Regions from separate parts of the Gossypium hirsutum genome. Here region 1 is linked to region 2. A link is a contact called in public Hi-C data. All regions are on one chromosome and are shown on one strand. Each heading gives the region's core, a stretch centred on a gene start, on an enhancer-like site or on the middle of the called end of the contact. The rest is flanking DNA. Distances are from core to core; before and after follow the strand shown.

Region 1 (5,808 bases), core at 975-3,474, 78 kb after region 2:
GTTTTCATTAATTTGCGGGAGTTACCTGTACTGTTAGAATGATACTAGTTTCGCCATGTCACTATACTGACACCTACAAAGCAATGTATATTTTCCCACAATCCAAACACATCATACTCTCATGGAAGCCACTATATATATCACTAACACGTATTAGGTTTGAGTTTAAGAGATTTGGATTAATGTAGAAAGTATATAAAGATTTAGATTATATTTGTTTTCTTTATTAAAAATATAAATTATTTTTTTTAAATTTATTTATTTTTATTATTAAAAATTGATATTGTTGATAAAATAATCAGATAATTACATATGACGTATCACATATACTTTATATTAACATATAAATATTAAATTTTAACTCCAAAAATAAATAAAATTAAAAAAAACTAATTTATTATTTAATTTAACTTTTACTACCAATGCAATTACACCATGCATCCTTTAAATGCAATTGTGATTAATGCTATGAAAAAAGGTTAAAATGTAGTTACTTTGACCTAAGTTTAGCTAAATATAGAAGTGATAGGTAAAAAAAAAGGAGAGGGTGGACTCTCTGACCTTATCTGTCGGTCATCGCCTCGAATTCCTCTCCCATTCCCGATAGTGACACACCACACACAAGGTCACAAAAAAAAGTAATTTTTATTCAAAGAAATTAAATTTGTAATTGATAATTTTTATAGGAAGAAGTTTGTGAAATATGTTTATCAAGTGTCAATAACTCTCAACATGTTAGTATAATTATTTACTCTTTTAAAAGCTCGAGTTTTCTAAAAAATGATAGTTTTATATAAAAAATTGTTTGGGGTGAATTTAAATGGACAATACTTTTATTTACAGTTAGTGTAAAAATAATAGTGACAGTAAAAATAAATATTGTAACGTGAGATAAAAAATAAAATAAGTACATCGCACCTTACCGCCTGTCCAAACCCACCCATAATTGAATTTTCTTAAAAAGTGAACCATTGTGCGTTTTACTTAATGTTATTTAAACAAATTTCCTATAACAATGATTAAGTAAGAATGTTATCACTTGAGCTACTTCTCAACAACCATATTTTTTTTATAATCACAGGGATCCTCTATTATTTTATAATTTGAAATTAATAACTTAATATTTAATAATGAATTTGTAGTTGGAAAAGAAAATTAGGTATGGGTAAGTGTGACTCACTTTTTTTTACTTGACTATTCTATTATTTATGTCATCATACTATTATTTTGTTATGATTAGTACAGTAATTTTAAACCTGGAATTCTAGGTTACATAAACGATTAGACACAACAATCTAAGTGGTAATTTTATTCTACTTTCTTTATTTTTAGGTTCTGTTTTTATTTATTTATTTATTACTATTTTCATGTTTATGACTGCATCCCACCATCATCCCATTTATCTTGATTGTGCAGACCAAAAAATTGAAGAAAATCAATAATCGATTTTATTTTAATTTTAGATTTATTAAATCTAATTTTGGTTTTGTTTAAAATTTTTTAAAAATAATAATCAAAGTACAACATAATAATTATAATTTTTTAAATTAAAAAAATCGATTCGAGTGCATGGTGGTCGTGGTCATTTCTGAAACTGAGGAAATAAATAGCTAGTAGGGTCGAGTCTACATCTATGTTTTGTCTTTTTCTAAACGTCTAATTTTATGGAAGGTCCTTATACTATGTTTTTTTACAAATTAGTCCTTATACTATAATTTAATCATTTTTAATTATTACTTTTGAAATGTGTATTTTAAATATTAAATCTAACTTTTCTGCCTAGTTTTTTTAAAAAAATTTATACATATATATATGATAACCTAACCTATATAATCTGGTATCCCACTTCAAATCCATATAAACATAAAACTTGTTTATTTTATTGAAAACACATTTTTATTTCTATTTATCAAATGTGTTTCTCATCTTTAAAAAAATAAAAACTATTTTTTGAAAATGAAAATATAAAATATTTTCAGAAATCAAACCCAACCTTAATTTCAAGAATAAAAATACACATTTTGAAAATTAGATAAATTATACATCATCAATTTATAATAGACAGACTAAATTCATCAAAAATACATAATACAAGGACCTTTTACAAAAATTTTCATTTTTTTAAAACTTTGGGTTCCAAATTCCAACTCTTTTTACTCATCTTAACTACTCCCCCATCACCCATATTTTCCTCTTCATTATTTCATTATCACCCAAAAAGGCCAAAACCCCACCACTCTCCCCGCCTCTCTCTCTCCCCCCTCCCTTGAACAGAGGCTAAACTCTTGGGGGGGATAAAGAGATAAGAGAGAATCCAAGCAACACACATACACAAAACCCTTAGCTGCCACCAAAGCCTCTTTTGAAGATATAGTTTTTAAGGGAGCATTCATTCTGAGGGGAATGTTGTCTGGACCGGGGACACTTGTGTTTCTAATCCATTTTCCCTGCAATATTGTTCTGGCCATGGGGATCTTTATATTGCTTATTTTTGTAATGGATTAAGGTTGTACTAGTGTCGTCGGACCAGGCTTCATTCCCCCCAATCATTGCTCCCATATGCAACTCCCATGGACTGCAGCATGTAAAAAAGGTTTGGGTTGTTTTTTTGGATCATTGGGGTGTTTTATTTACTGAAATTAAGGTTGTTTGTTACTTTGCAGTGCAATGATGAAAGGGTTTTTGACCAATTTGTTAAAGTTTCATCATTACTTTCTTTTCTTTTCTTTTTTTCTGTCAGTACTAAGTTTGTAAACCCTCTTTTCTAGTTCATCATTACTCAGATCTTTTTCCATGATGGCTTCTTTTTTTTCTTTTTATCTCATCTGTCAGTTTTATGCTTGTTTCATGCTGTTATTAAGATCTGGTTTTCAAGTTTGGTCAAACTTTATCTCTAGGGTTTCAAGTTGGAGATGATGTTTACAGACATATTCACTTATATATTCTCAAATATACAGATCTGCACTACATGTTACCAGATTTGCATGGATAAGAAAATGCTTTAGGTCTTAAACTAAATATGATGCAGTAATAGTTTTGATTATATATATATAGCTAGCTTGTGTGTCTTTGGAATGAATAAGGAATGTAATATTTAAACTCTTTTTACTGTTGATAAGACTAATTTTTGAGAAAGTAATGTTAACATAATTTCTATTTTGTAAAATATATTTTACTATTACATCCATTAATTGCTGATGGCTTTTTGCATGAAAGAGCTTTGCCAATGGAAGTGTGGGTATGATGAAAGGAAAACTACTTACTTTGGCTTTGTTATTATTACATCTTACCTAAAAATTGATCAACAAGAAATGTTGAATGTTTGTAATTCAGTAAAAAAATAATAATAACATCTTTATACTACCATTTTAATAATAATAATTTCTTTTATTTTATTTTTTTTGTAAAAAAATAAGAATTTTTATATAATAAATGATACCTTTGTTATATTTGGACTTATTTGATTCTTTTTAATAAAGATTAAATTGATCCATTTAATAAGAGACCTACGAGATATTTTAACCAGTTTTTATCGATCAAAAACTAGCTTAGTTTTTTATTAACTTTGTTTTCTAGTGTGGCAAAAGATGTTTATTACCCAAGAAATTTTTTAAGCTTACATTACATTTTTAGAGAAAAGAAGAAAGGGTTTTAATCACATCAAACTTGGAATCACATGCCACCACTTGAACCGGCATATAAACATATCTTGTGATCCTATGCTCGGCTTGATTTCATTTCATCTCATAAAAAGTTTTCAATATTGTCCACCAGCTACTTCCCATCAGCTTTGAAGGACCCGTGATTTGAAACTATATGTCGGGTGCTAGCGTAGCCATTGCCAATCTTTGAATGGCCGAATGTTTTCCCAATGTGGTTGAGGCACTTTGATTATCAACCTATTTGAGTTCGTAGCTTTAAATAAAGTTAATTTTAACTTGACCCCTTAACATATCTTGGCTTCAATCATGGATCTTAGCTAACTCGTTGGATGCATTTAGCTACTTTCCCATCAGTTGTAGGTCCCATCACTTGAACCCATATTGAGTGTTATGTGTTAGATTTGTAAAACAAATCTGAAATAAAATTTAATAAACTAAGATCTATCATGTCAAATCATCAAAAATAAATCAATAACAAAACTAGATGCGGAAGTGTACCTGAATTCATGAATTCCTTGAAGTTTTACCGGACCTTTGCATATTAGTTCTAATCAAATTCTAATGAGCCCATCATTAATTAGAATTTGATTAGAACTCAATTACTAGAGTATCTACACATATTTGACTCATACTTTATTTAATAATTAAAGCCCAATAAAATTTTAACCAAATTAGATCACTTTTAATTTGGGCTAACCTATCATGATAGTAAATAATAACATGTAATTACCCTTATTATATATGTGATGTCCATATTTTCCAACACAATGGCCATTGCGAACATGTGTTCTTATTATTAGTATTAGGGATAAACATAAAAACTACACATGAGCTTTATTTCGATGTGCAATTCAATGCATAAATTTTGATTTGGTGCAATTACATATGCAAAATTTTAATTGTGATTCAAATATGCGCATTAAAATTTAACTTTGATTCAATTGTATACATTTAAGAAAATCAAAATTCATGTATAGCATTGCACATAGAACTAAAGTTTATGTGTAGTTTTATTATTTATCCCTTAGTATTATTCATGATAAGCTCAATAATAGTTATGTTTTAAATTTTAATAAAAAAATCATATAAAGTTAATAAATATTAAATTAAAACTCAAATCTATATTTATATAAAAAATTTAAATAAATGAATTTAAATTAATCATTTAAAAATATAAATTAATTTGAGTACATTTTAATATCCATATATTAGGCAGGACTTAATAGATTAGATAAATAATAAAATCATTAACACCATATATCGAAACCCAACTTGATTCGACCCATAAATACCTTTATACTCTTTTGAAGCTAAAATTTATGAAAAATAAAAATGGAAAGTGACCAGATTTGGGCTAGAGCTCAATGTATTTGGAGATCAATAAGTCCAAGTTGTCATTACCCATTGGATCAATATTTTAAAGTCCAAACCCTTTCTTTTTTACTGAACTAATGTTTTAGGTATCTAGACTCAACCCAAATTTAATAATTCGAATAAAATATGTAATTATACTAATAAATTTTAATTTAATTATCAATATAATTATCTTTTTTTTTCTGGATAAAAATGGTTATTTGTACACTTATGTAATTATATATATTTTTTTTAATAATCTTATTATATTTTTTTGACAAAAATTTTAGAATTACTCATAGCCTCTTAAATAATAAATAGAAGGATAATGCGCTTCAATGTACTCAATCTCACGTCCTCCTATATTAATAATAATGTCCGAAGCAAATTTTGACGAAAGCAGTGACGAGATATTATGAACTACTAACTCTATTATAAGGTGAAAGTTTAGGACAAATTCTCAATCATAATCACAAAAAGAAAAAGAAAAAAAGTTTATAAAGTTGTTTTTGATGCATGTGGTGTACGAATAAAGGGATGGACACAATTTGACCAACGATATTTTTTTAATAGGGTTAATATAACTTTTAGTCCCTAAATTTAACAATTAGGTCTAATTTGATGTTTGTATTTTTTTGGGTCCATTTTTGCTACTTGAACTTGGCAAATGTAAAAGTTTGATGATGTACCATTATGAGAATTTGCGATGTCATCACCTAAAATTTTAAACGTGGCACAATATCAGAGTTCTCCATCATCAAATCATGATAGAATTCAAATTCAAAAATCCAAA
Region 2 (5,668 bases), core at 2,131-4,630:
TACCCAAGAAATTATGCAAATATAGCAGTTTTAGATTGACACCGGAATACACGTGATGCATAAGAACCGTTCGTAACCTGCAATTTAAATTAAACACATGATTGAGAACCAAACATTTCAATTTAATCCTCTTTCAATATTAGAAAATTAGAAGGAAAAAAAAAAAAACACAGCAACGATAATCATTACTCAATAGCCAATAGGAGGCAAACTTTTGTCAGCCTCTACTTTATATATTGACTGTTTTTTGTCTTCCTTTCGAATGTGGGACCTTTCTGTATAAAATCCCAATCAACCCCTCCATTTTAACGACAAAAAGAAGGCATCCCACAATTAAAAAAAATCAGGTTAAAGAAACATGGCTAACAAGCAACAATCATCGTTCACATTGGCCTTTGTTGCAGCAGCCTTGATTCTCCTTGCCGGTCAAGTCACGGCCAGACGTGAAATCATAGAAGTCAAAGGTCGCGGAGTAACGGACCCTATCCTCGAAGCCAAACTAATAGACATGCTTGAAGAAACAGAGCGTACAAAGGATAAGGTACCGGTACTTGGTAATAGCGAGATGGTTAAGTATTGTGATAATGCCTATGGAATGTCCATAGGAAACTTGAAAAAGGCATTGGGTATGCTTCAACGTGGTATTAAATCACCCCAAGGTTTCAAGGAACTCGAAGCCATCGTGTTGGTAGTGATGAAGGCTTATGAGGAATGTGATCATGTTTTTGCAGAGAATGCTAAGCCTTCACCTTTTGGTATTAGTAATACTAAATTGAAATCACTGGGCACTAAGTGTAAGCAATATGCTGAAGAGGATGCTAAACAGAACTAAGTATTATGTATGTGCATCTGTATGTGTATGAAGGTTGATGTTTCTTGGATGCTTGGATTGGGATGTAATATTTTTAACAACAAAAATTATATTTAGAGAGATTCAAGATCATTGAGCATGCTTGGGAATGTACTTTTGAGAACAATTGCTAATTTTTTAATAGGTAAATAATACTTTTTAATTTCATGATGGAAGAAAATAAATTGAAAATAACATAAACTCTCATTCAATCTAAACTCTAAACCCTAAACCAAATCAGGAAGTTTTTGATCTATCCAAAGGGTAATAATATTTAAGAACTTTTCACCATAACATAGTTTTACTTTTTATCTTACAATTGAAGGGGGTGAAAAGAACCAAAATTTTACTATAAAAAGGTAACATTCCTTGAATAAAATTTGCCGTTTTACCAGTTACCATCCAAATTCTTCTTCACTTAGATATATTTCTGTTAATATGTCAGACATTACTGTCTTGGGTGTCAAACGGAGTTCATTGAGGTCAATGGTAGGGTTATTATGTATTAAGAACACCCCGGGGCCAATATCAGACCATCAACATCGATAGGAAGAAGTAACTTTTGCCATAAGCATCCTGTAGAGAAGAGCTCAGGTGGTTGAACGATTGTTACAACATCATCATTTTTATGTAACATTCCGGTTACAGTTACGGTGTTGCCTTCCTGTATGTACCTGCAAGTTGTTAGTGTTTGAGTAAGCATAGGCAAAAGGCAGCCAGGAATTTGAGATTCATGTTTGTATATGCACGGTTACCCTTCTTCCAGACGTAGTAGACGGGCATCTGCACAAAGGTTTCTTTCTCGTAACCAATTGGTGAGGTGAGGAGATAGGACTCTACATTGTTTCGTAGTAGTGACGAGTTTGCTGTCGGTGATCAAGGGGATAACTTTACAACCCGAACCGGCTTTTACCATGGCTCTGATACCAGATTTGCGATCGGTTATATAGAAATCTGTAGAAAACCTCTGTCAAGCAAAACAAAGAAGCTCTACATAAACATTTCTATTTCTTACAGACGCCACATTTAAGAGAACACGGATATGTTTGAAAGAACAATCGAGACGATAAACATATTGAATGTGAAGAAGCAACCTGCTTTATACTAAGTATCGGATCAAGAACAGTAGAACAACATTCAGGAACAACAGATTATGTTCATCCAGTTTTCCCACCTAGTTATTCTTCGAGATATTTAGAGACAAGCTTGATAGAGAAACCATTACGGTCCAAATTATTAACCATCTGGCCTTTGATCCTTTAGACTACAGACTCCCTCTCATAGATAATTGCTATAGATTTGGACAACATACTTAAGGACCACATACAACATACTAGTTGATCTTAAAGCATGCCATAAGTCATTAAGTTGCAAAGTTCACGATTCAGACTGTAAACAGAAGAAATCAGCATGATATCAGGACAATCGGAGCAAGAAATCAGACTGTAGCATGGAACTCAAGTGCATTGCAATAAATTATTTCTCTTGGCTATGAAAAAACAAAACGAGAACAATGAAGTGTCATTAATGGGAATCAAAACTAAATGGATATAGTTACACAAGTAATCTAACAGAAGATATCATTGCCATTATAATCTAATGCCAAAATGGAACAATGGAGGTTGGCAAGAATTGTGTTAAGAGCATTGTCATTATAATCTATCACAATCTATCAATGCAACCAAATGGCATCAATTTAATTCAATAAGAACATACACATACACATACCTCACAATAAGCTAGGTTCCATTGAAAGCAAGATCTTTTAACATTAACAGGTTTGAGACCAAATTGTCCATACTCATAGAGAAGAGTAGATGCATATATGCATCTGCCAACCCTTTCATATGAAGTTTCTAAAGATAGATTTCCACATGATGCTACCTACAAAATGAGCAACAAAAAAGCAGATTAAATTTACCAAATAATGTCAACTTTACAACACGCAAACAAGAAATTTTCAGAAACCAAATGAAATCCCCAAGAAAAATCACAAAAACCCCACAAAATATACGAAATGCAGTTTAAAAAAAAAAAAGAGGAAGGAACTTTGAAGTGGAGATGTACCCCAGTGACCTTCACAAGCTGTCCTTCACGTGCAAGTCGAAGATCAGAATCAGGGAAAGAGTTAAGAAAGAACATGAAAGCAGATCTGTTATGGTGTCTCCAATTAATAGCATTCCAAGCTAAAAAAGAAGCAACTAAAGCAGAGAGTAAAAGGAAAGAGAGGAAGAAAGCAGCATTATGGACCACAACAAGGATGAAAATGGAGACAAAGAGACCAATGAAGAAAAGGGGTAAAAGAGTGTAAAAGGCTAAACTTGGTATAGGTTTGCAACTGAAACTAGTTTGGTGCTCTGTTAGGGATGCATTGGACAGGTCGTTCATCACTGAAAAAACAAAGAGAAGTGAGTGAACAGAGAAAAAAGAAGTTTGAAACTTTAAAATGGGAACTTGTTTTGTGAGAGAAAGGTTTTGCCTTTTGGATAATGAGAGATCCGGCCAAAAAAACTGTAGATCTTTTTCTTCATTGAGTCAAAGTTGGGCTATTGGTCTTTAGGACTCTTAAGAAAGATTAAGGTACACAGCCCATATGTAACAATGGAGTCCACCAATTTGGGAATAAGTACCATTGGAACCCTTTGTACTTTTTTCCTCTCCACTCAAATATGGGCAAATCAATCCCTATACATTAGATCAAAGAGTAAATTGATTATTTATTTAAAAATTCTATCCATTTTATTGTTAAAAGTTGGACCATGCATGTTAGAATGAGGTACATATGGCACGCTACGTGAAATTATTTAGTTATTTTATCAGTAATGCCAATTTTTAATAGTAGAATTTGATGAATTTTTTTACTAGAAAGGATCAATTTTCTCTTTAATCTAACATATAAGGATCAATTTTCTTTGTCAATGCTTATCACTTCATAAGATTAAAACAATAAAAGTACCATCGAGGTTATTGTACTAGTAGTTAGATTGTATTTTGCCCCATTTACTCTAAAAAAGAGCAAATTATTTTTTATTAGATCAAAGAGAAATTGATACTTTTTGATACAAAATTTTATTTATTTCTATTATTAAAAAATGGCGTGGCTAACATAATAGTTAGACAATTACAATGGTGTGCCACATGTATCTCATTCTAACATACAAAGAACAATTTTTAATAGTTAAAATGGATTGAATTTTTAACAAAATGACCAATTTGCTATTTGATCTAATGTACAAGGACTAATTTACCCAATTAAGTAAAGTGGGTAAGATGCAATTTGACTCCTAATACAATGACCTCTATGGTAATTTTACCGTTTAAAACTCAAAACTTTAGGTATCAATCTTCTTATGGTAAAAGTACAACAAAAACATTGTACTATATCTCGGATTACATTTTAGCCCCTCGACTGAAAAAAGGACAAATTAGTCATTGCACGTAAGATGAGTGAGCAAAACAACCCCTCTATTAAAATTTAGCCATCAACCTTACATATTTATTCAATTTTTGAAACTAATAAGGTTAAAGGGTCAAAAGGGCCTTATTAACAAATTTAAAAAAAATCAATTAAGCCCTTTTAAAATTTGAAAATTATTTTTAAAAAATCATATATTTTATTAAAAAATAACAATACTGACCTATTAAATTTAATGGTTATAAGATTTTTTTTAAAAATTAACCTCTATTCTTTTATTTGGTTGATATTATTAATTTTTTAATAAAAATTTTATAACTTATTTTTAATAAATTATGTTTACAATTTTTTTGATTTTTTAATAATTTTAAAAGGGCTTAATTAATTTTTTTTCTAATTTGTTACTAAAGCCTTCTTGACCCTTTATTCTTATTAGTTTTAAAATTTTCTAATTTATTTTCAATAAAAGAGTAGGGGTCAAATTGAATAAATGTGTAAATATCGAGAGTTAAATTTGTTATTATACCTCATATATAAATACTAAAACAAACATTTAATAGTGAAATTTTAATGGAGAGGCTATTTTGCTTGCTCATCTAACTTACAAAGACTAATTTACTATTTTTTTAGTAGAGGACTAAAATGCAATCTAGAGTATAGTGAAAGGAGTTTTATGATAGCTTCATCATCTTCTTATCACTCAATACAGGAATTATTAATGCCATAATTTTGTGAAGTTGTTTGCTTGTATTTAAGGTGTTAGGCTTACATTTAGGTAACATTAGGTATCCCACGGTGGTTTGGTTTCAATTTGATCCCTTTGTCTGGAATGTTGAAAGCTGAATGTTCTTTAGAATACTGGTTGGTTGTTTGTTAATGTAGTATAAGCCCTACATTTGTCTGGATAATTCCTAGAGAATCCTTGTAGGGATAAAATCTATAACCAAAATTACAAAATACTCTGACACAGTATCATGGGAGAAAAATAATATCTTGATTTTCATGTAATGAGACTTTTTCCCCTTTTGTTTTTGTCAATTCAACTTCATCCTTACCAAGCTCTTGCTTTCACATTAATTGTCGCATTTTGGCTGTGATATTATTGAAATAGGTAATCACGAATCTAAGATTAGTTTTTATAAACAGTGAAAACATACATGAAAGATTCTTGGGTAAACTCGCTTGTAGTCATCCAACTATTGGTAGTTTTTTTTTTTGTCACTCAGTTATGAAAAGTTATAAAATGGTCATTCAACTATTCAATTTTTTTTTCTTTTTTGGTCACTGACTGTTAAATGGTTGATGGAAAGATGATTTGATAGCTTTTAAAATTGACATAATAGCAACTTTAACCCTCAGTACATTGTGTAAATTTAGTTTTGGTTCTAAAAAAATAACCCTCA

The links. Hi-C and Micro-C count contacts between places; a contact is called where the count stands out from the background.
Region 1: a contact with region 2 is called in a Hi-C map of leaf, with 7 times the contacts expected there. The contact joins the enhancer-like site here to the promoter of LOC107948150 in region 2. A contact is called at or near these places in 20 of 34 Hi-C or Micro-C datasets (callus, fibers, hypocotyl and 4 more).

What each region holds. Positions count from the first base shown.
Region 1 is chrA12:82,111,512-82,117,319 of Gossypium_hirsutum_v2.1, forward strand. No RefSeq gene overlaps it. Among protein-coding and RNA genes, the nearest start is that of LOC107948148, 8.2 kb to the right of the region's middle. Within about 2 kb of position 2,225, at least 3 of the 9 cell types and tissues checked have an H3K27ac peak or open chromatin away from gene starts, as enhancers often do. A contact at or near this core is called in fibers and leaf, where this site is marked.
Region 2 is chrA12:82,032,267-82,037,934 of Gossypium_hirsutum_v2.1, forward strand. It overlaps LOC107948150, which reads right to left and starts at 3,381. Exons shown (of 4, transcript XM_016882619.2): 1 at 2,918-3,381; 2 at 2,579-2,734; 3 at 1,606-1,817; 4 at 985-1,524. The coding sequence starts at 3,238. The coding sequence ends at 1,356.